Regions from separate parts of the Drosophila melanogaster genome. Here region 2 is linked to region 1. A link is a contact called in public Hi-C data. All regions are on one chromosome and are shown on one strand. The core of a region is the stretch at or near the end of the contact, and the rest is flanking DNA. Distances in the headings are between cores, read along the strand shown. Region 1 holds the start of lncRNA:CR43459 (long non-coding RNA:CR43459). Region 2 holds the start of lncRNA:CR45643 (long non-coding RNA:CR45643).

Region 1 (2,743 bases), core at 152-2,651:
AAAAGTCTGTTCGTTATTTTTACACAAAATATTGCAATTTGCTTTGTGTGTACCCCTACACATACATATGTACATGTGTATATGTATGTGGGCCCACGGTACGTATATGTACTATATACTGCATACTGTGCGCTCGCATGGCGAAAACTGTGCAAGGTCAAGTGACTGAGTATGAGTTGTTGCTCTCGGATTGCAAGTGCCTCCGATTTAATTGCCTTGCCTGAATTTATCCACACTTTCAAGTCGCCGCAAGTCGGGCTTTAATTAAGATTTTTACTTGTCAAGCGTCTATAACCTATTCCACAATTAAATCCGGGGTATTTTGAGCTTCATTTCTTATATAAGATGATGAAAACGATTTGCACAGCAAATGAGAGAGAGAGAGGGATGCAAAAAATTTGGGTTACAAGCGACTGCAGCGATACTAAATTTAAAACTGCCGCTGTGCGAACGAAAGCAAAAAGGCAGCTGATTGTTTTAAACAAATTGCCCGACTAGACACACAAAAAAACTGCTTGACAATGTGTGTGTGAGTTAGCGAAAATGTGTTCGCATTGCACTTCTATTGTTTTTGTGTTGTTGTTGCTTGAATTACAGGGTGCCTCTTTGTTGTGCCATTGCATAATGCCCAGAGAATCGCAATTGCAATGGCAGATGTGCAGCTAGTCGACTGATATTACGTATACGCCACCGAAAAAGCCAAGACCCGCTTGGTTTTTGGATTTTGATGAGGGTTTAGCTTAGTGTTGGTGCTGGTGTATTGCTGTTTCCGTTTCTGCTTGTGGGTTTATGCAATCCAGGGGTACAAAATCACACTATGGGTTGTGGGGACGGGAGGGGGTGGGGGTACGCAGTTAATCAGCTGTTCAGCTGGGGATCGATCGACTGTTCGTTGGCTGTGGGCCTCTGCGACTTCCGCTCGTTGTTGCCGACTCGATGGGGAAATGAACACTGAAGCTGGCCAACGGCAATGGGCCAAACAGAAACGGACGTCGGCGACTGCAGCAGCGATGGCAGCAGCTAACACTGCGTCGACGTCAACTGCAGCTGCGTTTTTGGCTTTGCTTCTTCTGGTATTCTTCGTTGTTGTAAAAGGAAAACTGTTACAATTTTAGGCCAAACGCGACGCGAACCGATACCGCTTTGATGGCCACGTGTGTGTCTTGTTCTCGCTTGCCAGTGTGTGAGTGGTAACAAGTGTGTGTGTGGCAAAGACGCTCTAAGGTGAAATATACTAAATGCAGGGCGGAATTTTGTACGAAATGTATTTCTGTCTCTCGCTGCAAGTGCAGCTGCCACAACACACACCGCACACACACACAGAGCCACGTATATACTATTCGCTTCGCGGCTAAAAACTAAAAAGTCAAACTACTTTGGTCTAATGCTGAAGCGCAACTGTCAGCTGCTCGGGCCGTTCAAAAAAGCTAGCTGAGATAAGGCTAAAAAGCGAGGAGAGCGCGCTTTCGGTTAAAGCTCTCTCTCCGCACTCACACGGACGCACACATGCATGCGAACAGCGGAAACCGAAAGCTTTTGCAGTTGCACATGACGCAAACAAAAACTATCTAGCTCTCTTTATCTATTCCTTACCCTCTCTTTCGCTCTCGCTGGCTATCTTTTTCTCCCTCGCACAGTTGCAGTTTAATGTTCAAGGTGATGTTTCGCTGTGTGCGTGCGAGTCCGTGTGCATGTGTCACAGTTTTTTTAGTTTTTCGGTTTTTTTTTGTGGGAGAGATTCCACAATTATGCGAAATTATCGATCAAATTTTGCTCTAAGGTCAACCTTAAATTGAAAATTCCGCTTTTCCACCGCGAATGTTCCCCCTGAGGCCAACAGCTGGTATCGCAATTGTTAATGTTAATCTCGTCATGCACGACCTGCTGTCATTATAATATTAGTTCGATAAAACGAGAGCTGGCACACGATCTTGGGCGATAAATGATTTCAAGTGCGCCGACAGTCGACATTGCACACAGTCCCTATGAATTTAATCTATCTGATGAATCCCCCAAAAAAAATATACACAAACTTGTGGAATGTACATATGTACATACATATGTATGGAGATGGATGGATGTGAAAATGCACAAATCTACTGACCAAAATATAAAACATCTAAGGTAGGAACGACGAAGTAAAATTGCAGTGCACAGATTTGTTTGATAAATAGTTTATCTTTAGAATTAATAAAAAAAACTATTGGTTATAATACCAATAAAATGCAATCCACTGTTTTGTACGAATGAATCAGAGTAATGTTTAAAAAGCGCATTCATCTATAATTGTACCATAGATTAATGATTTAATTTGTTTATCATAAACTTGTTATTTCCGATGATATATTAGCCACAGCTTGATTTCTATATCCCTCGGATTGCGTAAGCCGCAGAGCTCAGCTCGGCCATTGTCTATAATTTTATGGCGTTTATTATTAGCGTTTTTTATTGAATTTGACGGCGTTTTATATGCGAGCACTTCAATCCCAGCTAATTTCGACATAAAACTTGTCATGAGGTCACCGAAAGGCGAACAAAATGCACAGTGTGGCAACAAATGTGGCTTTAATTACCCTGCAGATAATTGTTTGACCAGTCCAGAGGGTAGAAATTGATTTCATTCTATGAGTTGACTGAAAAAATCATTTGCTGTTCTGTCACCCAGCGCGATTGCATAAGACAGAAGCAGAAAAAGAAACTCTTAAATGCACAACTATCACACAATGTATATAAGCGTATACTA
Region 2 (2,743 bases), core at 170-2,669, 6.1 Mb before region 1:
GCTGACTGCTGATTGCTTTGCTTGCTTCGCTGCACACACACACTCGCACACCCAGTGCTTAGGAGAGAGTTGGGTGGCTCTTTGTTTGGCCCACGCTCTCCCACAGTTACCAACCGTCATCCACCTCCCTCTTTTCCTCTCTCTCTCTCTCTATGTCATTTATGAGAGCCAGGCCGAACGAAGAGCCGAAGTTTCTGCTGCCAAGGCAAAAGCTAAAGCCGCACTTAAACAAGAATGGATAATAAAATGGTTAAAAATTCTGATAAAAATTGATCAGGTAGAAATATTCTAAGTTATATGAAACTTGTTCATAAATTTAGGACATTATGCAAACGCTTTTTTTTAGTTCATGAATAATTGGTTTAGCAAAAGTTTTTGTTGAGTGTAATGCCGGATTTCTAGTTCTGTCGTGGTCGCTGCTTTTGTCGCTGCCTCTGCTTCTGTCGCTGCCTCTGCTGGCGGAAAACTCCTGGTCCAAAGGCAGCCAAAACAACCGTCGACGGATGACGACGTTTTCCGACTAACAACGGACGCGCATTTTCCACCGTTTCGAGGCAAGAGCGCATTGAAATTTGTGCGACGCAGCGCAGCCTCGAAATTGGCAAAAGGGGTTTTTTTTTGTGGGGATTTGAAAGAGGGGACAGCGCCGTGGTAATGGGAGGCTAGCAGAAAGGGGAGTCGGTTAAAGCTTTAACGATGCTGGCCACTCTGGCGGCTGTGGCATTCATTGTTCGCCTTCGAGCGCCAATCGCTGAAAATGCCATTTTCACTGAAAACAAATATAATTTCTAGAAACTTCATAAAAAACTCCATGTATATTGCTGTAAATAGTATGGAAAACAAGAGCTTAAATCCTTAGCTCTACGTTTCTCAGGAAATTCTAAAGATGAATATAATATCTGTACAAACAATCCAAAAATATATGTTTTAAACATTTTTGTTTTATTTTAGAAATATTTAAAAGGCGTATTTCTATGTAATTATTTTCTCAATCATGCTTATGTTTAATAATAATGTGTTCCATTTAAGCAAATACATTTCCGTTTGAATGTTTGATCGCTCAGTGTGGTGATGTTGTTGCCGCTGTTATTCATCCACTTTGCGTATCCTTTGGCTGTGCTGCTGATTTGTGCGCAAAACTTTTACAACATCGCAGTGGCAGTGGCAGCGGCAGAAGCAGAAGCACCAGCAGGAACAGAGGAACAGAATCCAATGCGGCAACAACAGCAACAGCAACGGCCACACCAACTCGCAACTGGCAACCTATGGCTATGGCTATGGCTATGGCCATGGTATCAGCAACATTAACGAGTCTCAGCAGCGACAGCGTCACCGTCGACGAGCGCCGTTCTTGTCGCGTGGTTATTGCCGCCAGTTGCGGCTCTGCTTTGTCTACGAAAGGTCGAAGACGGAGTCTGTGGTCTGTCTCAGTCGAAGCTTCAGTCTAAGGGGACTCAGCCTGAAGTGACAGAGGCAGGAGCAGAAACAGGGGAAGGGGCGCTTCATCAGTCGCCGATGGCTTTGTCTGCTCTATCAAAAAAAAAAAAAAGTTCAAATATGCATTGCCTTGGGTTACGGGGTTCCCCCGTAATAGGGGGCACAGGGAGAATATGGGATATGTAGAGATAGATGGGCGCATAGGCAGCAAGTCGGAATTTCCGGAAAGTTAAAACTATCTATTAAAACAAGGGGTATAATGACTTTTATCAATTGATCACAGATTGCGTAGAGAGCCAAGATAGATAGATCAAGACAGTAATTTAATGAAATATGCAGATAAATCAGCAGAGAGAGAGAGAGAGATACATAAGTAAACCTATACGGTCTAGGCAAATCGTTACGATTATAAACGTATTTTAAGAGTTTATAAAAGAAAGTAATAGGGTTCTCTTGATGATGATCAGTAGATGTACTGAATGTACCTCTTATCACCCATAAGCCTTTTCGATTGCTCAACTTCCATTATTAAAGTCTTAACCGACTTTGCCTACGGAAGGCTTTAATAATTCTGTGTTTCTAATAAAATTCTCTTGATTGCCCGAAATGTTAATCATTTATTGATATTTCATTTCTGCCACAGGCCTTTCTACGCGCTTCTCATGCCCAACTAGAGCCGTGTCCACATCTCATCCCATGCAGCCCGCTTCTTTCGTTCAGCTGGCTAGCTGGGGGTTGAGTGCTCGCTTTGATGATTTTGTTTTCGAGGCTTATCCACCCCACTCTGCCACAGTGGTCCCTGGCTTAGAGTCACCCTCATTTCTACGTTTGAATTTCCCCTCAGCGAAGTAAAAAGAAACTGCAACGTAGGAATATCAGCCAAGTGGGATGGGTTGCCATTTATTGGGGGGATCTCGGAAAAGGATTTCACCTGAGAGCCGGTGCAAGAGCATTTGTTAGAGCTTTCACTGTATGTGCCACAGCATACACATACAATTGCTGGCCTTTATGTACATGTATGATATACTCAAATACATATGCATCTATATGAACACACACAGAGAGACACACACACACCTCGGGCATATACACACATCTATAAGTAAGCATATGAAGGCAAACAAAACTGAAAATGCGGTAAGCCAGGGGCGTGGGCGTTTTGGTTATTGAATAGGGTCTTCTATAACCTTAAGAAATATTTGCCTGTCCCAAAAGTTGATCAAGGCCCCTTGCCTCCCCCATTGATGTAGCAAATGCAAATGTTTTTATTGTAAGACATGATAATCAATCAGAAACCAAAGAAAAT

Evidence for each region. A called contact is a pair of places that touch in the nucleus more often than the background predicts.
Region 2: a contact with region 1 is called in a Hi-C map of the Kc167 cell line, with 4 times the contacts expected there. A contact is called at or near these places in 2 of 107 Hi-C or Micro-C datasets (the Kc167 cell line and the S2 cell line).

The regions. Positions count from the first base shown.
Region 1 is chr3R:10,092,419-10,095,161 of dm6, reverse strand. lncRNA:CR43459 (long non-coding RNA:CR43459) reads right to left here and starts at 1,401. Exons shown (of 1, transcript NR_133372.1): 1 at 1-1,401.
Region 2 is chr3R:16,222,071-16,224,813 of dm6, reverse strand. lncRNA:CR45643 (long non-coding RNA:CR45643) reads right to left here and starts at 1,419. Exons shown (of 1, transcript NR_125181.1): 1 at 960-1,419.